7 separate regions of the Mus musculus genome follow, and regions 2, 3, 4, 5, 6 and 7 are each linked to region 1. A link is a contact called in public Hi-C, HiChIP or PLAC-seq, Micro-C and promoter capture Hi-C data. All regions are on one chromosome and are shown on one strand. Each heading gives the region's core, a stretch centred on a gene start, on an enhancer-like site or on the middle of the called end of the contact. The rest is flanking DNA. Distances are from core to core; before and after follow the strand shown. Region 1 holds the start of Fam20b (family with sequence similarity 20, member B). Region 2 overlaps Gm30568 (a long non-coding RNA gene). Region 3 overlaps Tdrd5 (tudor domain containing 5). Region 4 overlaps Axdnd1 (axonemal dynein light chain domain containing 1). Region 5 holds the start of Tdrd5 (tudor domain containing 5). Region 6 has its middle 30 kb from the start of Gm39685. Region 7 has its middle 35 kb from the start of Gm30568.

The links. Promoter capture Hi-C pulls out the DNA fragments that hold promoters and counts their contacts. Hi-C and Micro-C count contacts between places; a contact is called where the count stands out from the background. HiChIP or PLAC-seq counts read pairs in DNA pulled down with a chosen protein or histone mark.
Region 2: a contact with region 1 is called in a promoter capture Hi-C map of the HPC-7 cell line. The contact joins the enhancer-like site here to the promoter of Fam20b in region 1. A contact is called at or near these places in 24 of 39 promoter capture datasets (the 3T3-L1 cell line, 3T3-L1-derived adipocytes, the C10 cell line and 16 more), 2 of 15 datasets of contacts at CTCF or cohesin (embryonic stem cells and pro-B cells), 4 of 484 Hi-C or Micro-C datasets (B cells, bone marrow-derived macrophages and embryonic stem cells), 40 of 115 datasets of contacts at active chromatin or transcription factors (the 230-238 cell line, the HPC-7 cell line, the NIH/3T3 cell line and 27 more) and 4 of 9 other capture datasets (adipose tissue, embryonic stem cells, liver and 1 more).
Region 3: a contact with region 1 is called in an H3K27ac HiChIP or PLAC-seq map of extraembryonic endoderm stem cells, with 4 times the contacts expected there. The contact joins the enhancer-like site here to the promoter of Fam20b in region 1. A contact is called at or near these places in 3 of 39 promoter capture datasets (the HPC-7 cell line, liver and pre-B cells), 1 of 484 Hi-C or Micro-C datasets (the HPC-7 cell line) and 3 of 115 datasets of contacts at active chromatin or transcription factors (acute myeloid leukemia, extraembryonic endoderm stem cells and large pre-B cells).
Region 4: a Hi-C map of the HPC-7 cell line shows a contact between it and region 1, with 3 times the contacts expected there. The contact joins the enhancer-like site here to the promoter of Fam20b in region 1. A contact is called at or near these places in 8 of 39 promoter capture datasets (the C10 cell line, embryonic stem cells, hematopoietic stem and progenitor cells and 4 more), 6 of 484 Hi-C or Micro-C datasets (CD4 T cells, the HPC-7 cell line, embryonic stem cells and 3 more), 2 of 115 datasets of contacts at active chromatin or transcription factors (memory CD8 T cells and pancreatic cancer cells) and 3 of 9 other capture datasets (adipose tissue, liver and pancreatic islet).
Region 5: a contact with region 1 is called in a Micro-C map of embryonic stem cells, with 4 times the contacts expected there. The contact joins the promoter of Tdrd5 here to the promoter of Fam20b in region 1. A contact is called at or near these places in 1 of 484 Hi-C or Micro-C datasets (embryonic stem cells) and 1 of 115 datasets of contacts at active chromatin or transcription factors (large pre-B cells).
Region 6: an H3K27ac HiChIP or PLAC-seq map of microglia shows a contact between it and region 1, with 6 times the contacts expected there. The contact joins the enhancer-like site here to the promoter of Fam20b in region 1. A contact is called at or near these places in 7 of 39 promoter capture datasets (the C10 cell line, the HPC-7 cell line, cranial neural crest and 4 more), 2 of 484 Hi-C or Micro-C datasets (cumulus cells and pre-B cells), 9 of 115 datasets of contacts at active chromatin or transcription factors (the 230-238 cell line, the HPC-7 cell line, bone marrow-derived macrophages and 6 more) and 2 of 9 other capture datasets (liver and pancreatic islet).
Region 7: a contact with region 1 is called in a FOXA1 HiChIP or PLAC-seq map of pancreatic cancer cells. The contact joins the enhancer-like site here to the promoter of Fam20b in region 1. A contact is called at or near these places in 6 of 39 promoter capture datasets (cranial neural crest, fetal liver, liver and 3 more), 11 of 115 datasets of contacts at active chromatin or transcription factors (the 230-238 cell line, bone marrow-derived macrophages, cardiomyocytes and 8 more) and 2 of 9 other capture datasets (adipose tissue and liver).

What each region holds. Positions count from the first base shown.
Region 1 is chr1:156,717,524-156,720,223 of GRCm38.p6, reverse strand. It overlaps Fam20b (family with sequence similarity 20, member B), which reads left to right and starts at 1,314. Exons shown (of 8, transcript NM_145413.4): 1 at 1,314-1,358.
Region 2 is chr1:157,075,107-157,077,806 of GRCm38.p6, reverse strand. All of the region lies in intron 1 of Gm30568 (a long non-coding RNA gene), which reads left to right. Among named protein-coding and RNA genes, the nearest start is that of Gm30568, 5.2 kb to the left of the region's middle. Within about 2 kb of position 1,341, at least 55 of the 459 cell types and tissues checked have an H3K27ac peak or open chromatin away from gene starts, as enhancers often do. A contact at or near this core is called in the 230-238 cell line, B cells, the HPC-7 cell line and 7 more, where this site is marked.
Region 3 is chr1:156,257,444-156,260,143 of GRCm38.p6, reverse strand. It overlaps Tdrd5 (tudor domain containing 5), which reads left to right. Exons shown (of 18, transcript NM_001134741.1): 17 at 209-413. Among named protein-coding and RNA genes, the nearest start is that of Tdrd5, 45 kb to the left of the region's middle. Within about 2 kb of position 1,278, at least 2 of the 459 cell types and tissues checked have an H3K27ac peak or open chromatin away from gene starts, as enhancers often do. A contact at or near this core is called in extraembryonic endoderm stem cells, where this site is marked.
Region 4 is chr1:156,406,817-156,409,516 of GRCm38.p6, reverse strand. All of the region lies in intron 4 of Axdnd1 (axonemal dynein light chain domain containing 1), which reads left to right. Among named protein-coding and RNA genes, the nearest start is that of Axdnd1, 13 kb to the left of the region's middle. Within about 2 kb of position 1,291, at least 43 of the 459 cell types and tissues checked have an H3K27ac peak or open chromatin away from gene starts, as enhancers often do. A contact at or near this core is called in the HPC-7 cell line, memory CD8 T cells, pro-B cells and 1 more, where this site is marked.
Region 5 is chr1:156,301,907-156,304,606 of GRCm38.p6, reverse strand. It overlaps Tdrd5 (tudor domain containing 5), which reads left to right and starts at 1,259. Exons shown (of 18, transcript NM_001134741.1): 1 at 1,259-1,296; 2 at 2,005-2,240. The coding sequence starts at 2,009.
Region 6 is chr1:157,018,693-157,021,392 of GRCm38.p6, reverse strand. No RefSeq gene overlaps it. Among named protein-coding and RNA genes, the nearest start is that of Gm39685, 30 kb to the right of the region's middle. Within about 2 kb of position 1,347, at least 46 of the 459 cell types and tissues checked have an H3K27ac peak or open chromatin away from gene starts, as enhancers often do. A contact at or near this core is called in bone marrow-derived macrophages, microglia and pre-B cells, where this site is marked.
Region 7 is chr1:157,045,545-157,048,244 of GRCm38.p6, reverse strand. No RefSeq gene overlaps it. Among named protein-coding and RNA genes, the nearest start is that of Gm30568, 35 kb to the left of the region's middle. Within about 2 kb of position 1,399, at least 33 of the 459 cell types and tissues checked have an H3K27ac peak or open chromatin away from gene starts, as enhancers often do. A contact at or near this core is called in adipose tissue and pancreatic cancer cells, where this site is marked.

The sequences.
Region 1 (2,700 bases), core at 65-2,564:
CTACGCTGCCCTTTGTACGCCTTGCAGTGATGAGTGCTTCCAGCAGTGATTAAAGCTGCTTTCCCTCACTAAGTCTTCTGGGGTAGGGTGTCAAGTCCAATAGTTTCTCTGGGTGTCCTGATCGAAAGTGCTACACACACACACACACACATTAAACTAACTTCACACAATAATTGTATTTTCTCCACACATTTACTATTTAAATCTCACCACAATCCTGTCAAGTAGGTACTGTGTTTAACTTCCATTTCCCAAGGAGCCTTATACTCAGAGGCACTACATGACATGCCCAGTGGCATACAGTGGGGGGTGGGAGGGAGGGAGAGAGAGAGGGAGAGAGAGAGAGATCGTTTCTTTCCCTCTTGAAAGAAATTCCTGCTTAGTCCCCAAACTCCCCCCCCCCCCGCACAAATCATATCCAATGTAGAACGTACACCATAATATTTTAGGGTCAAACAGACTACATGGAAGCTGTCTATATGGTGAATAAACGTATGCATTATACAGTAGCTACTGTGTGTGGAGTGGACACACGTTAAGGGGAGGAGCAGCTCATTGACTCTTCAGGAGCCTAGTGGGTGAGTGCAGGGCACTGGAAACCAAGTCGCGCTGGATTTGCCCTCTTAGGGCTTACAGTCCATTGCAAGGCACAAACATTAAAAAAAAAAAAGCTATTATAATAAAATAAACAGGATTTTGTTAAGAGCTACTGAAAAGGTACAGTAGGGGAGCTCTGCTCTGGGCCAAAGCTGGAGCGATTTCCAAGGTGGGAAGTCTGGCCTCTTTTGGTCAGGGAAGGGCACTTTGGGGCAGAATCTCCAAGGAGAAGTCAAGGCAGAGCGAAAGAAAGAAGAAATTATCTCTTCAGAATAGGACTTCACCTAGATGACTGCAGGAAAGAAATTGTGAAGGTAAGAGAGAAGCCAGAAGCTAGTTTATGTAAACAGGCTTGGAGAAATCCGCCGACGGTGTCTGCGGAGCCCAGCGCTGCAGGAATGAGGGTGAAAGGGTTAAAGGGGGCGGTCCGGAGCTGCCCGGTAGTCCCGCCTACCCGCAACGGGGGCGGAGCTGCGCCGGGTGCGCACTGGGATTGGCTGCAGGGAGGGCGTTCCGCTAGGACCGTACCAACAGCCAGGCAGCGCGGAGGCGGGGGTGGGTGTGGAGCGGCCGGCTCCGCGGGGAGCGGCGACCGGGGAATGGCCGGGCCGGCGGTGGGCGGGAGCCGCAGTGGTGGCGGCGGCGGCCCGGGGCGGTGAGTGCGGCGTGGGGCTGCCCCTCCCCGGAGGCGGCGGGGGCGGCCGGGGCCGCGCCTCACCGCACCGCGCGGGCGGCTATGGAGCGAGCCTGAGGCCCGCCAGGTGAGTGGCGCGGTTGGAGAGGGCGCGCGACCCCTCGCCCGGGAACGACGGGAAGGAGGGAGGGAGGGAGGGAAAGCGCGGGCGGCGGGGGGCGGGGCACCTCCCTCAGGGGCCGGATGCGGGGCTGCGGGCGATCGGGAGTCCTTGCGGTGACCGGTGCTCGCTGCTAAGGACGGTCCCCAGAGGCTCCTGGCCCTGGTGTCGCCCTTCTGTCACACGAAGCCGGTGTCGGCGGCCCGGCGGGCAGCGCGCTCTAGCTCGGTCCCTACGCCGCCCTCCTGGTGGCCGAGGAGCGCGCTCTCGCTGAGCCCCTACGGGGCCCGCTTGGTGGTCGGGGAGCGCGAGTGACCTGCAGGCCCTGGGCCGGAGAGGGCAGCGGTGTCCTGCGGTCGTGCGCTCAGAGCGCCAAGGGGCACAACTTAGGATGAGACTGTGCAGAGTGGGCTGCGCTGGCGGTTTCATTTCCGGGTGTGATGGCCCGGCGATTAAGAGCGAGCCCAGACGTTGCCTTGAAGATGAATGCGAACGTTGTCAAGCTGTGTCCTTGATTGTGGAGTCTGATAAGACATTCTTTTTAATCTGGAGTCAGTGATCTGTCAGGCTCCTGATAAAAACGAAGAAAAGGGGGGGGGGAACAACAGGGCGTGGATGGTCCTTATACAATTACTTCGTTTAAAGACTTATGTCTCCAGTAGGATGGGTAAGGCGTTTACAATTTGGGAAAAGGATATGTTTAACACTGTCACTTGGATCTAGGGCCAGGTGTGAGGGTCATCTCTACTCAGCCAGGTTCCCTCCGGAGATTTGATAGCTCACGTTGGAAGAAAGAAATAATGCGATCTTTTCACGATTGAGGTCTACGGCTTTATAATACAACCGAGAATCCGGAAAGTCAAGATTGTCAATAATTAACCATGCCTACATTGCTTGGGTTGTAATTTCACATTGAGCTCAATGTGCTTGCCATTCCCTGAATTTATGCAAGCCGGGTGAGCAAGCTGAAAGCACTTGTGCATGTTATCGTCCTGAGAAACAGGTTCAGGCATTAAAGATGCTAAATTATTTGCATAGGCTCTAAATCAATTTAGGGCAAATTTAAAATTATTGTATTAAATTAATAACTTTCTTAAAGTTTGTGAAGATGTTGGGTTTTGTGTCCCAGAACTGTTACCTGAAAACAAGATGCGGGTTCACATTAGAAAATACTTATCACAGGAGAACAGTGTGGGGTGGGGGTGAGGGAGGGGGAGGGGGGATTAGTCGTCCCCTTTAATCCCACCATTCCTGAGGCAGAGGCAGGCATATATCTGCGGTCTAGGATAGGCTACATAGTAAGACCCTT
Region 2 (2,700 bases), core at 92-2,591, 360 kb before region 1:
TTTGAATTTTATTCGGCTAACAGTGGGTGTCAGCTTGTTCTACTCAAAACACTCAGGACAATCTATCCCACCCGTCCTTTGATTCTTCTTCCCTTATTTACACACCCAAATTCACCAGCAATTTCCATTCTTCCGATTCGAACCTCACCTGACTCTACGACTTTCGCGCGCGCGCGCGCGCGCGTGTGTGTGTGTGTGTGTGTGTGTGTATGTGTGCGCGCGCGCGCACGCGCACGCGTTGTATGTGTTCATTTGTTTGCACGTGTATGCATGAGCACGTGAGAGGTCAGAGGTTGGGGGAAGAGCTTGGATCACTGGGGTGTACTCTTAAGGAGACCCAAGGTCCCCAGCTTTTGCCATGAGATGCCATGCTGCTTTACCACGGCCTCAGGACGCAGCCCCACCTCTGAGGGCCCAAACCTCTGAAACAGCAGAATGAGTCTTCCCGAGGCTCCCACCCACTGCAGAACTGGATACCAGGTGGAGTGGCGATCTAGGCCGGCTCTCCTCGCTGAGTGCCACTCTGGCCGCCAGGTGGCGCTGCAGCACACTGGGGTGTTGCAGAGATGCACTTGTGGCTGCCTGAGTTCCGGTGCCAGCTGGCAGCATCCTCCGCCTAGGAGAGGATTCCCTTCTTTTCACTGTTCCCGTAGGTAGGCAAAGTTAGCAACGTAGAATAACCCTTCTCTTCTTGAAGGCTGAAAAAGAAAAGCCAGGAGCCCTTGGCATGGCCACCCTTGCAGGAGGCAGGTGTGGATGAGTCGCTTCCACTCAATGGGCATCCAGGACTAGAGTAAAGGGCAAGGACGGCTTGGAGACTAATCGCTGCCTGTGTGTAATGTTTAACCCAGAGCCGCAAGCTTCCATGTAGTAATAGTAATAGTCCTGAAGACGTCCAACTCTACCCTGGGCTGCCAGTGAACTGGCCTAGGACATGGGAAGTAGTGAGAATTTGAAGTCCATTGACATAAGTGTCACTAGCTGTACTATTGGCATTACCGCCACTGCCGTTTCTTTTCCCTGGAGGCAAGGGGAAGGCGTTTCAGGAATAACATTGGTTTATTCCTAGCATAAGAACCAGAGGAATGATAGTGCTGTGTGTTCTGGGCCACTTTTTTTTTGGTTTTTCTAGACAGGATTTCTCTGTATAGTCCTGGCTGATCCTGGAACTCACTCTGTAGACCAGGCTGGCCTCGAACTCAGAAATCCACCTGCCTCTGCCTCCTGAGTGCTGGGATTAAAGGCGTGCGCCACCACGCCCGGCTCTGGGCCACTATTCTAATGTGTTGTGTCCTGAAGTATGCCCTGGGAGAATGCCAGGATCAAGGCATGCATGCAGTTCCGATATCGCCCACGAGGTGGCGCAGGCCCCTGCGCTCTGTCCTGGGATTACAGAATTGATTTTAGCTAGGCTGGGCCAGTGAGTTAAATCGAGCACTAGACAGGCGTTTGGGGTCGTAGGCAAGTGAAGAGCTGTCTCCGCCCCCCCCCCCCCCCTTGGATTTGAGTCTCACAGAACAGTCACGGAGACCATTAGTTTTCCCAGGCCTCAGATGGACCAGAAGTGGGTTCAGGAGGGTGATGGGGTGAGATGACACAGTGGATCTGTAGTCAAAGCTAGACCTTAGGGTCAACTTTTGCTTTGATCTCTTGGCTGTATACCGCTTACTTCCAGAGCACCATCTCTGGGTTCTGACGCTTCTGGATCCATTTATAGCCTTTTTGTCCCCTTCCTGAGCCCTGGCAGTTTCCCCTCCTCCCCCTCCTCCCCCTCCTCCCCTTCCTCCTCCTCCTCCTCGCCCTCTTCCCCCTCCTCCCCTGCTTGGCCTCTCTGGTCAAGTGAGTGAGCCCGTCAGAAAACAGTATCCTTATTAGTGTTGAGACCTCCAACACCAGACAAATCCTGCTGTAAGGAAATCCCCGCTCCCTCCCATTCTCAGAACCTGTGTCCTGGGACTTCAATTCTTTTTCTTAAGCGCAGTTTTGCTCTGAGCCAGAGGTGTCTCCTCCAGTTCTCTGAGCCTCAGAAATCCCAGACCTCAGGGCTGTCAATCACTATTTCTTTATTCAGCATACCTTTTGAGGAATCAGAATAGATTCCTCCACCCCAACCCCGTTGGGTAGCGGTGATGGAAGCTAGGGTCTTCTACATGCTGGATAAGCTACAGTCAGCTACAGCCTCAGGCCTTGACTAATAAAGATTGATTTATTTAATGTATGTGAGTACACTGTCACTGTCTTTAGACAACCAGATGAGGGCTTTGGATCCCAATATAGATGGCTGTGAGCCACCATGTGGTTGCTGGGAATTGAACTCAGGACCTCTGAGAAAGTAGCCACTGCTCTTAACCACTGAGCCATCCCTCCAGCCTGCGATTTTTTTTTTTTTTAATTAGAAAATGCCTCAATATCTTTATCTATGGGTAAAAGTTTACAGTCACTTGTCTGGGTACTTTTCTCTCGCAGCGTGCTCTTCCTTATAGAATAGAAGGTTGGCTGATGAGCCAAGACTTCCAGTCTGGGGGTTTTATTTTTTGCATGATGAAAGCAATGTGGTATCATGGCCCTGCTAGCACAAGGAGTGATCTCTGGGGAAATGAGTCACCAGCACCTCCCTCCGGGTGGCTGTCCTCCCCCACCCTGGGGACGGGATGCACTGTACAGGAGGGAATCTTTGCAAGGCATTAACAATCTGGAGAC
Region 3 (2,700 bases), core at 29-2,528, 460 kb after region 1:
CACTGGTCAATGGCGGGAAGAAGGGTAGCCCTCAGTACCATACTTGTTCATAGAAATAGCAATAAAGACCTCTTAGGTTGAATTTTGATACTCATTAAAACATAGAAGAGTGCTTTTTCTAGAGTTTTACTTTTTAACTGAAATCTAAGTAAGGAAGCATAAAAGGTGTCACTTTCCATGCCTTCACCCAATTTCTCCCATTTTGCAGCAGCCAGATTTACAGTATCCTTTGGATTCTTCCACACTGCCCAAACTGGAAGAGTTCTACATCTCTCTGATCAAGTCTCAGCAGTCCGCAGAGAGGAGCCAGTCTGAACCTGCCAGCATTCAGACTCATGCCGGACGGGCAGCCTCAAAAGCACTCAGTTCAACCCCTGCAGTGGGTGACTCTCCAGAAAACCACTCTGGCTCTGGTATGTTTATGTGTCCTTATGCATGCTCAGTTGACAAGTCGGAAGTTTGTCATGTTGCTAAAACCTTCATTGCTTTGAGAACATACCTTGAAAGGTGGCTGGTGCTGCCATTCTCTCCAAGATCGTCTTGGTGTGAGCTCAGGTTTCTCTAATGTTGCCGCTTTCTTTCAGCTTTTGCAGGGGCTTTACATTTATATAAAGTTTCAAGTACATGGTTCTGTGAGTTTTGGCAAATGTCAGTGTTTCCATTAGCCAGACAAGTTTCCTGTGCCCCTTTGCAGTTAGTCCGGACATTAGCATGCTGGCCTCTGGCATGTCGCCGTGCCTGTTACATAGTAGGTAGTTTTCTTGTCTGGCACCTTCCTTTATCTTCATATTGTAGAGTTTTGTTTCTGTTGGCTATTTATTTGGAAGTGACTTTGCTAGGGCATATGTCCACTGCATGCGAAACTTTTTAAACTACCTGTTGGTCCTCCTTTTTAAAGACTCTGATCACACATGCACTGGGCCACTTTGTCCTGATATTGACTTGATAGTTGTTTATTCTCAGTGCTGCTCACTGTGGGTGGTGTCTGTCCTGTGTGTACTCTGATCTCAGATGCTCTGTTCTTTATCTCTAGTTTTGTTTGGAGTCTTTTGTTTTTCAGTTGTTTCTCTCTTCCTCTTGACTATATAATGTCCCAGCACCTGACTTGGTGTATTTATTTTTGTGATTCTTTCTGAAAATTACTGTCTGTGTCCTGTCTTGATTTCTTTGTCATTGTCTCCTGATTCCAAGTCAGACTTTGTTGTGTGTAGTTTTATCTACCCTGCTTTATGCTCTGGGTGGACCGCACTACCAGCCACCCACCCAGGGTCTCTTAGGATCTGCAGATGAAAGACACACAGACACACACTAGCTTATCTTTAACATGCCTTGCTGGCTCAGTGGCACTTCTAAACCTTCTGCAGCTACTGTGCCCTTCCCTCCAGTACTTCTGGCTAAACACCTTCCAAATCTACCTTTAACTTTGCTGCCCAGTTACCTTATGTGATGCCCATTGGTTTGTGCTGACCAAGATGTTTCTGGCTTGCCCTTCTGTGGGCTGTTTTCCCTTTCCACCTACATTCTGGATGATCTCTGAATCTCTGAGTCTGTTATGTCCCCCCCCCGCCCCCCGTTCCTCCCTGTGACCTGCCCACACAACTGTAAGCAGCCCACCCTGGGCCCAACCATTGGCTTCTGGCGTCTTTATTGATAATCAAAAAACAGCTGGGGACAAGGACCTTGAGTGTCTGGACACGCAGATGCCGATTGAATGGAAGCATCAGAACCACACCCTATAACACTGCGTCCTTGGCCATCAGACACTGGATCTTATGTTGTCTGTCTTTAGGGACGGGAGGCAGTAGTTGCACTTCTCGGCATTGGTTTCACACACCTTAGCATTTCCTTAGGAGCTGCTCTCCCACGGCCCAGGTCCCAGCAGACGCTCTGTTCCGGATGCTTGTCCAGTTTTCTAACCATGCAAGGCAGACGGGGAGCAGACACGATTCCCGATCTACACCACAGTTCTCTATGCAGCCACGTAACCATTGTATTATACTTATGTCTTTTTCTCTCAACTGGGCACTACTCATAATTTTATGGTCAGAATATTACTTTTTAGAACACGCTGTCAAATCTTCTGTGACAAAACTTATCACAAGTATCAGGGAAAATAGATCACGTATTATGTGCTTAACATACACAAAGATAAAAGGGATTGACTTATTTTTCTCTGAAGTTATTGAATTTCTGTTTTGAAGATAGCAGTGTCCATCTATCAGTTGCTTGCAGTGGTTGACTGTCAGGATGTCAAACCGACTACACTGCTGCCCAGATTTAAATTCACCTGAAACTTTTAAAGCAGGTTGGTTGGTTTGGTTTTTGGTTTCCCCTTGCTCTGTGACCCATGCTGGACTGAACCTTGCTACATGGTTGAGACGTTCCTGGAAGTTGCTAACCTCCTTACTCTCAGAAGTGCTGAGATGATAGGTGCATGCCCAGTACGCCCCACTGAAGCAGGACTTTGTGGAATAAAGCCAAGTTAGTTTACTCTGCCCCAGAACATGACAGTTCTTCTCTTACAGTAGGATGCTACCTACTGCAGCACTGGCCTAGGAGTCAGCTTCTTAAATCTGTGAGGGGCAAAAATATACAGTAGTAAAGTGCTTTGAACACACAACCACCAAAACTCAATTCAAACCTTTTAAAGATTTATTCATTTATGTACTTGATGTATATGGGTATTTTGTCTGCACACCT
Region 4 (2,700 bases), core at 42-2,541, 310 kb after region 1:
ACTGGGAGGTTGGTATTCTGTCTTCCAAATGGATATATATACATATATATATATATATATATATATATATATATACACACACACACACCACACCACACACATATACATATATATGCACACACATAGACATATACACATACATGTATATATAAATATGTATATAAATATTTATATATATATTTATATTTGAACCGTCTCTTTACTCCATTATATTTCTTACTTTAATGGGTAGGTACTTTAGTATAACCTTCTCTGAGTCTAACTCTCTGCATGATTCTAAGAAGTCCATGGCATCTGCCGCACTTGGCATCCTTGCAGTGGTCCAGCTGGGGTCATCCCTGGATGTTGTGGAGCTTCTTTACCGGATTTTCCTAAACTGGGCCAACCTTGGTGCGTGTAGCCGCCTGCGGCCACACTAACTGGGCTCCTGAGTGGGAGGCCAGAGCTGTATGGGAGAGTATGAGAGGAATAACGAGACCAAGACAGATTTCTGATCAAGGCCCAAAGTTTACTAAGAGTCTGTGCTTATAAAGGGGGGAGGCCCATCTCCTGCCACACCAGGCTTCTTGATGCTTTGTTGCTAAGTAGTCTGTCAGAGCTTTTAGCATTAGGTCGCCAAGTCCACAGGTTGTTGGCTATCTCAGGAACATCTCAGGAAGACAGGTTCAGCCTCTCAGCGTAGTGCTTCTTGGAGAAGAGCAGCGGCAGGTGACAGAAAAATAAAGCCATCTAGGTCAGAAGGCTCCACCCCAGGTGGTCTCATTCTCAGTAGCAGCAAGGTCTGAATCAGCCTCCTTCAAGGCAGGGGGAGGCCACAGGTGCTGCCTGTGGGTCAGGAACCTGGTTGTAGCTGAAGTGGAGTACTCCTAATTTCCTTGCTAACTGAATTGCTTTCTGTAAACGATTCCATTTTGCTGAGGCCTCCAACTGAGTTACATCTAAGAAGGGGAATGCCTATCTCCAAGCTGCAGCTATCCAATCAAGCAGTGAATGTGTATCTCCCCTGGAGCTGTCTAACTCATGTTCCAGAGCTTCTGATACGGTGGGATTTTCCCATGACATTTCTAATTTTGTGCATCTCTTTGACCTGGCCGGCAGATCAGTCAACGGGGTCTGCAAGAGAGAGAGAGTGGTATGGAAGGGGCAAGAGACTTGAAGAATGGAGGCAAGACAGGTTGCTGGTCAAGTCCCATTTATTGAAAAACAATTAAGGGCACATAAGCATAAGCTAAGCCTTATGAGTGCAGCTGGAGACACTAAACCACAAGTGACTAGCAGCTGGGGGCACTAAACTGCAAGTCCAGGAAATGTCTGAAAAGAATGAGATGTTATCAGAGTGTGCTCAGCTGTGGTGGGCTGCTTGCAAAAACCGCATGCTAGGAAACAAGTCTCTTGGCAGGGTGGAAAAATACCAGCCTGCAAGTAAAGGGCGGGAGATGGCTGCAGAGTTGATAGCCCCTTTCTCCTAGGAGACGGTTCCCAACATCTCTTGATCTGGTAACATTATTATATCTGCTCCCTTCTCCCACAGTTTCACTATGTAGCATATGCATCCTTCATGCCATTTTGGGCATAATTTTTTTCTAATTTCATTAAGTTCCTGTGGGGTATATGCTCTGGTTCCTATTATTACCTTCTTGGGGCTGGTGTGTCCAGAAGCTCCAAAGCACAGCATGAAATGCCGAGGGCCTTGCCTGCGCAGCCATCAGAGCCAGGCTACGACATATGCCAGACCGGAGGAGAGTGAAGTGAGTGTGTGAATGAATGCAATCCCATTTCACTTTCTATTTGTTTTATTGTTGTTTATGAATAAACACCCGTATAACCTGATAAACTGGCACTCTTTCTCTCACTCTTGGCTCCATCCCTAATCCCAACTTCCCCAAATTGCCCTCCAACTGCCAAATGAGCGCTGTGGTATATCTATCTGTGCCTATATTTACACACCCCTCCCAGAAATACACATCCCAACCAACAATAAAGTAATGAAATATTTTTTGAGATATGGTCTTATTGCCTAGCTTTTGCTAACCTGGAGCTTACTGTGTAGACCAGGCTGGTCTTGAACTCACACAGGTCTGCCTGCTTCTGCCTCCCAAGTTCTGAGATTAAAGGCATACCTACCTTGCCTAAGTAAGAATGTAGTAGATGTAGAATTGTGTATAATTGTATATATTTACATAAAAAGAGAGGGAGGATATAAAATGCCTGCTTTTCCTTGACATAGACACAGCATTCACATGGCCAGCTTCACAAAGACTTCACACACACTTTCTGTGAGCAAAGGAAAACCTTTCTTTTATTAAATTTCAACATGACATTTTCTTTTCTTAATTTTTCTTCTTTTCTGTATATGTGTATGTGTGTGTGTGTGTGTGTGTATATATATATATATATATATATAGAGAGAGAGAGAGAGAGAGAGAGAAAGAAAGAGAGAGAGAGAGAGAGAGACTCACTCACTTTGTAGCTTTGGCTGGCCTCAGGCAAGGATCCACCTGTCTGTGTCTCTTGGGTGCTGAGACTAAAGGTGTGTGCTAGCATCCCATGCTCATTAGGATGTTTTCATACACGTGCCATTTGGCTTTGTTCTGTTAGTCCTCCTTCTGCGGTGCCCTCTTTCATGCTTTGGGTGTTTCTATCTAATAAAAATTTTAAAATGTGTGCAATACTACTTACTGTTTTTCTGTTATGACCTCT
Region 5 (2,700 bases), core at 10-2,509, 420 kb after region 1:
TACTCCAATGGCAATCTAATTAACACTGTTTTAGAGATAGCTGTTCATACCTAAAATCTCCATTCCTTTTCTCCTAGGCTTTGTGTAAGAAGGGATTTTTGTTTTAGTTAGTTCCGAGGACTCAATGGGCCCTTAAAAATATGAAGACGTGTTCCTTCTAAAACTTGTCATTGAAATGCTGCAGTATTTGGGTCCATTTTTCATTTTAGGATGTTCTGTTAATCTACTTATCAGCTACAACTGCTCTACTATAAACCGAAGATATAAATCCTTTCTAGTTTTAGTTTTTTAGGGATTCTTTAATAGTCCTCATTCATTGATGGTACATTTTGTTCTCTTGGAATATTCACTTACGGGTTTTAGGCAAGAATGGCTTAGGGATCCCGCCCCCTTTATGCAACCGGCCAGTCTCCAGCTGGGGCTTTCCTCTCTCCACCTCCAGAGAGCTAGGCTCAACAGGTGTGCATCACCCCACCTAGTTTCCGGCCTCTTAAGTTGAATCCTTTGAGTATCTTTTAGGTTGTCCATTTAAGAGTGCATACAGTTAAGGGAAAGGTATTCATATCCTGCATTTCTACTTGCTAGTTTTTGAGGACTCCTGTCAATCTAGTTTACTCTACAAATCCAGCAAACATATCCAAATGAAATTATCCTCCATAGTCTCCCACTTCTCTTCTTTCCATTGCTCCTGGGATGTTCTTCATTCCAAAAGTCCGTCCATCCATCCATTCCTCTCTTCTAGGAGTCAAAGTCGCTTTAAGGTCAGCAGTAATTCTCAAGAATCAGACTCGCTCTTAATTTTTTCCCCCAAATAAGCGCAGACCTACGGGGGCGAGGCGAGCTTCCGGCGGGGCGGGGCGGGGTGGGGGGCACTAGTCCTGGATCCGCAGGATCCGCATGTGCCTCCGCCGCGGTCCCCGCCCCCCGCAGGTGCCTGGGGGCGGGGCGGGGCGGGGCCGGGCGGCGCCGCAGGGCTCAGGTGGAGGGTGGTCCAGCGGCACCTGCGTCTTCCCGCGGCTTCGGGAGGAGGTAGATGCGGCGGGTTGTAGCGCCGTCCCAGAGGGGGAGCCGGTCCTCGGCCTCACCCGCACCCACACGCTAGGTCTCCGCTAACCGTCACACCGGCCGCGCCCGCTCGCGTGGAACGTGGCGCACCGGACCGGACGGCCCGCAGTGCGCAGGCGCGCGAGACCCTCGCCGGCTCAGCTTCTCCGCGGCCCTCCCGGAGCGTCCCGGACCTGCGGCGCGCAACGGCAGCGCGGGTGCGAGGGAGCGAGGCGGGCGAGCCGCAGCCAGGTAGTGGCGGGCCGCAGAGGGATACGCTACCGCGGTCCTCAGCATGACTCAGATCACGGGAAGAGCACGGGGCAGACGGGAGGACCAGCTGAAGGAGGGAGGGACCCCGGGACCCCCACCCTTCCCGAGTCCATGGAGGCGACCAGGCGGTCTGCGATCCGCTCACGCTTCTCCTGGTCACTCATGCACCGCGACCCTTGGTTCCCAAAGACCGGCTGAGAGATTCCATCTGATACTGAGCAGCAGCGGGGAATGACACCCTCTAAGGAACTTGAGATCACCCTTTAAGCTTCCTTATTAGCCGGGCCCAGTTGGGACTTAATGCCAGCCAGCTGCGAGGATTGGGAGGGCTCATCCCTACAAGCTGAGCTTTGGAGTTTGTAGTGAGTGTGGCCAGAGAGCTTGTGCTGCAGGAGCCTTGGAACACTTAGGGTATTGCTTTAAGCCTTATCGCCTGTAAAACTCACATCTGAGTTTTTATATAACATGGCTGGTCGTTAAAAGGTTTTTGCGTGGTGGCGCACGCCTTTAATCCCAGCACTCTGGAGGCAGAGGCAGCGGATTTCTGAGTTCGAGGCCAGCCTGGTCTACAGAGTGAGTTCCAGGACAGCCAGGGCTGGTTTGTTTGTTTGCTTGGTTGCTTATGGGTTTTGTTCTGTCCTGGTTTAACCACTTTCAAGAGCATTTTCCCCCCCTTCAATCCTGTAGCACGATGTCTGAACAAGAGCGTATACAGGACTGTCTGAGGAAAGAGATAAGGTCCCTTCTTATTTCCACTAAGGATGGTTTGACTCCACAACAGTTGGAAAAGGAGTACCTTTTGATGGTTGGCAACCATCTCCCGCTCCGAATCCTTGGATATCGGTCCACTATGGAACTGGTGTTGGATATGCCCGATGTGGTTAGTGTCTGCCCCGGTGGGGATGGTACCGTAATACTGAAAGGTAGGTTTAAGACTTTGGAAGGTCTACATGAGCCTTTACAGTTAAGATGTACCACTAAGTACAATATCCCGTATCCCAGGGCGGAGGATTTTAACTGGGGTGATAGTCATGGGTACCTTTGAGGTTGTTGGGGGAAGTGAGAGCAAAGGAAAGCCAAAACAGCTTCCCAAATCCCCATTCCTAAGTTCCTAACACTCATTTTAAATTTCACTAGGCACAAATTAGTGACACTTCCAGACCCTGATTAGCAGTAAAACATCTTCCAGCTGGTAGAGGAGTTGGGAAGCTTTTATTGGTCAGAATGTCAGAAATGATGGACCCAACAGCTTTGTCTTACTCTACCTACATACACAGCTCTGTGGAGAGTTAAAAATTGCCGGTGTAATTGTAGATACAAAGGGTAAATGGAGTATGTGTTTTACTTGAAAGTGATTTCTCCACTGTCCCCATATCTTCTTAG
Region 6 (2,700 bases), core at 98-2,597, 300 kb before region 1:
CTGGCCTGTGAGAGTCCAAGGATTCTGTCTTCTCTGCTTCCCACCTTCCCATAGAAGCACAGGCCCTCGCAATTGCACCCAGCTTTCTGAGGAGAACCAAGGTCCTCGTGCATGCAGGATGGGCATTCACGAAGTGAGTCATCTGGCCAACCCTCTTCCAAGCTTTTGTTGTTTTGTTTTGTTTTCTCTTTCCACAAAGGATGTTCCTTCCCACTGCATCGCTAGCTGTGTCTGTTTATTTTCTTTAGGCGATCGCACAAATTTGGATTCAAGAATCTAAATTTAGTAAGTTGGAATGTCATGACTATTCAGGAAAACGGCAGGAAGGCCAAGCTCAGTGTGGCAAGGTCTGAGCTGCTGTGAGTAGTAGTGTGTGACCTTGTAAAGTTGCTTGCTGCCCAGCACTGTGGTCTCCCCCAGACAGGATGGATCTGATGCTCCCCTTGCTGAGATTCCTCCGGGGCTAAGGTGAGGCTCAGGTGAGATATGTCACAACTGTCTTCATTAACATGAAGTCTATAGTCCCCTAAGGTATTCTTATTGGCACTTACTAAGACTCTCAGCACTTAAAGCCCACAGTGCACTAAACTGCTCAAACTGTTAGGGCGCTTTGGTTTTGTTTTATTTATTTTTTTGTTTAGTTTTAGGGACATGTCATACATCCCTGGGGGTCTGAAACTCTCTCTGTCATCCAAACTGGCATCCTACTTGTGTCAATCCTCCTGCCTCAACCTCTTGGGTGCTAGGATGACAGTGTAATCCACCGTGCTGGGCTGACTTGCTAGTTTAAATGCTCATAGTGGGTTCTACGTCCATAGGGAAGAGTCCGAATGGAAGGTATACTGTTGACTCCTCCCCACTCAAAGCTCCACCCTCTGTCCTGGGAGGTGATTTGAATGTAAAGAATCTTGGGCCAATCGATGGAGAATCACTGGTATGGAGTCGAACTATTTGAGAACTCCAGAACTGGTCCTTGCAAAGGATAAACTGGGTCCTGTTTATTTTGGGTTGAGTAGTCAAACACAACATCGCTTTAATTAACGGGTGCTGCATTAAAAGGTGGTACCTGAGGTGGTTTCCCAATGAGTTTTCTGCAGAAGATGCGTCTCCTAGGAGAGTTTCCTTCTCCATCCAGCTGGGTCTCTTTTAGAGCTGGTTGGAAATGCACAAGGCCTTTTGCTTTCCCTGCTCTAGCTCCTCCCTTCCTATTTTGGGCAGCTTGTGCCTTCACTCCCTCTCTGACACGAGCAACCTCCTTCTGGTTGTTCCTTTTCACTTTGGGGAGACTAATGAAACCTTGTCATTTGAACAAGGCTGTGTGCTGAGCCACGTGGGCGTGTCACAGGCCAGATGGATGAGTAAGAAATGAAACTTGAAAGACACTGGCAACGGTTGGTTGTGGAAAGCCTTTTGGGGTACCGTTTGGCAGGAGTCTGACATTGGCTAAGGACAAAGAAGTGGGCTTCAGACAGGAATCTGACGTTGGCCTAGGACATGGAAGTAAGCTCAGGCAGGAATGTGACATTTAGGGCAGGATAAGGCAAGAATCTAACTTTAGGCTGTGATAGGGAAGGAGGACTTTGCTTGCTGCTTTGTTAGTAGTTCCTTATCGTACTGCTGCTTTGTTCCTTATTGTCTTGCTTGCCCAAAATACTTGCATGTAATTATAATGGTATAAAAAGTGGGTTGGAAAATAAAAATTTGCCTTCAGTCTCAGAATTGACTGGGGTCACGCTACAGTGTTGTCTATCTGTCCTTTTTCTTTTGAATCCTCACTCCTGCGCTGGAGAACCTGTTGACTGACTGAGCGGGCTTGGTCAGTTGGTACATCCAGAATGGGAAGTAATAGAGATGCTGTGACCATTCAACAGCTATAGACTCCAATGAGAGCAACTTTGTCGCTCAGGACAGCCCTGAGATAAAGTGCTAGGTCATTAGAGTCCGCTTGACTTTGATGTTGGCAGGATCTTCACTGCTTTATCATCCTTAGGGTCCCTGCCTCTTACCCTGACAGGAGCTCAGCACACTCTCACTAGGATAGCCAACCCTGCCTCTCTGATTAACTGCAATTGGGAACTTTCCTTTTCCATGATGGTGCCTAAGTGGCCTATTGTTTCCCAGAGTTAAGGAGACAGTCAGTTTATAGCGCTTCCTATTAGTCTAATCAACAATTGTGGCTGGGGACATAGCTTGGGACAGGAAATTTGCCTAACACGTCCTGGATTTGATCCTCAGCACGGTAAGAAAACAGGTATGTGCTGGGTTTAATGTATGGTTCCTAAGAAGTTACTGGGGACCCCCTGGACCCATCCTACTTTACCAAGTTTCCTGGCATGGCTTATTGTCCCACACCTGGGGGGCATTTTCAGACAAGACTCCATTTAAAAGACCTTGGACTAATGAATGGTTTAATATGTTGACATGACAAGCTCAAAATCTGAATGGAAGCTGGGGATGTAGCTGAACTGTGGAATGCTGGGATAATTACATCACAGGAATGCTTTTGAGGGCATATCCTGCCTTGGCCCCTTCCCACTTCCTGGTTGTCATACGATAAGCAGCCTTCACAATAGACTCCTGCCTCCATGGTATTCTGCCTAAACTTAGGCCCAAAGCAACAGACGCAGCCAATCATGGGTGAACATCTCTAAAACCAGAACCAAAATACAATTTTCCTTATTTAAACTGTCTCAGGTGTTT
Region 7 (2,700 bases), core at 150-2,649, 330 kb before region 1:
CACCCACTGACCTCTTGCTGGTGCATAGCCAGGGGCCAGAATTAAATGCCACACGGGGACATGAAACACATCTTATGCCTGTTATTGGTCTTCAGTTTGAAAGCATGTGAATCCAGCCCCAGGATGCTGCACTGGGGCTCATTCATTGGAGGAGACCAAGCCCTGCCATGGGGGTGTCTAGGAGCACCAGGCTGAGTGTGGAGCTCTAAGATTTAAAGGGGTTGGGCTGTAGGCACGAAGACCATACAAGAAGCAGAGAAGCATCTTCTGCACACCACTTCCTGGAAGATGGCCAGAGTCTTGATGTCTGGGCCAGAGGAATTACAGCGCTTTAGAGGAACATCAAGGAACAGATCTGAGCCGTGGGAAGAGGCCAAGCAGTAAAGCCCCAAGTGCCCCTCTGGCAACAAAGGTGGGCCTAGCTGCCAGGAACATTAGGTCCAGAGTTGTTGCTCTCTGCTTTCCACCTCCTTTGTTCTTTCTCCTCATTGCACTGTCAAAACAAGATGCTAAGGCTCAGCACCATGAGCTGCATAGTTCTAGAATCTCAATGGTCCACTAAAAAGTGGCCTGGGGATGGGGGAATGCCAGAACCAGTGGAGAAAGAGGAAGCCCTGAGATAAGTTCTATCGGCCTGTGTGCTTGCTGTGCAGAGTTGTTGACCCCACTAGGAGCCCTGTCCCTACCCTGTCCATAGGGCTCAGTCAAGTCCTTGGCCCCTCAAGAGGCCCACCTTCTCCAAGGGAAGAGCTGCTGACCCATGTCCCTGGAATCCTTCTGACAGAAATCACAGACCACCAGTTTAGTTCCTACCTAGAAAATCGTGCCTCTGACTTAACACCATATCATCACTATATTGTTTTATAGACAGCAAGGAACATGGAGATACAACTCAAGCCATTTTTGGCAGTTCCATATCCCACCCTGAGTTAGGATCATAAGAGCACAAGGATTTGCTAAACCCACCCTCCAGATCAACCGCACAGTCTCAGCAGCTGTTACCTTGAGAGCTGGAGGTAGAGCTTCTATGGCAAACCCTAGCCAGAGGGCATTGTCCACACTGACCCTCGCTAGGAAGCTTTCTGGCTTTGCAGATAGGGAGCCTAGAAGAAGGTACTGGAGCAAATGTGTTGTCACAGTTTCAGGCTGTTTCCTCTCTGTGTAAAGCATGGCATCAGATGTTGACCAGCAGGACAACTACAGGAAATAAGTTCCCCAGGCTCCACCTAGAGAACAGAGTGGCATTTCCACCACGTGCAGTGTGTCTGGAAAAGTAGAGGAGGTGCTCACTCTTCCCTGTTAAAGTGGAGAAGAAAACATGCCTCGGAGGGGCCGGGCTATGGCCAGGCTGGGGATGTGGCTCAGTTCAGAGAGTGCTTGCTTTGCTTGCACAAAGCCATGACTCAGTGCCAGCATAGCATCAAAACAGTCAGTGTGAAAAGTGCCTTATGGAAAGGGTGGTGGCTCATGCTGTTAGTCCTAGCACAAGGGAGGTAGAAGCAGAAGGGTGATCATTGGCTACATAGTGAGTTTGAGGCCAGCCTAGGCTCTATAGAAGACCACCACTTCATTAAAAAAAATTTTTAAAGAATTTTTTTTCTTCTTGTAAACTATTAAAGCAAGTAGATCAGTCATTTGCGTTCTAAAACATACGATTTTGTCCCCCTAGACCATGGATGAATAGATGTCACGCAGATACAAAAATGTAGAGATGCTGGGGGAAGCAACACTTCCCGCTTATATGGTATTGTAGGGCTACCTTCGCTCTCATGGCTGCCCCTCATGCTCACAATAATTTATTTACTAGACAAAAATTAGGGTCTTCATTTCACAGAAGAAAAAGAAGTAGGTTACACGTTACATGGCTTCTCAAAAGCCTACCTCTTTCCAAGGGGCAGAGCTGGGGTTAAAACCTGGGTGCTCTGGCTTTAAATAATTTAACAGGGCTCTTCTAGCTATGCCAGGGATGTTTAACTGTGTACTTAACAGGAGATCCTCAAAGAGGAAAGGGATGCTGGCTTCTCTGTTTTATCTATGAGAAGTGTTGAGGTAGATGAGATTTTTTGTGTATGAGAAGTTTCAATGTGGTTTTGTTGAAGTTTCAAGGTTTTGTTGAATCGTCGGAGAGTTTAAATTGAAAACTCACGGACCCATGCCATGATCTCTCCAGCCTGCAGTCACCACACAGGGAGCCTCACTTGGAAGTGAATACAAGGCAAAGAGGGGTGGTGACACCAGCCTTAGCAGCCCAGTCAGTTCCAGGAGAGCTCCCAGCATGCCCCAGCTTGTGTTCTGCAAAGGTGCGTGCTACAAAGTTTGCCCCACCATGTAGCAGTATTCGAAGGTTAGTTGCTTAGTTCAGTTGCTGTGACAAAATACAGAACAAAAGCCACATAAGAAGGAAGGGTTTATTTTGGTTCATGGTTTGAGGATACAAATCGATCCTGGCAGGAGAGGCATGGTGGCCAGGGAGTGAGGCAGCTTGTCACATTGGGTCCACTGTCACAGACTCAGACAGCAGGGAAGGAGGAGTACTAAGACCGCACCCCCCTTTACTCCTACAGGATGATGCTGTCCACTGTTGGGGTGGGTTTTCCCCCCCTTGGATGAACATCTCTGGAGACTCACTCACTCCTACCAGCATGTTTGCCTTTGAGGTGATTCCAAAATCTGTCAAACCGACAATGAAGATTGATCATC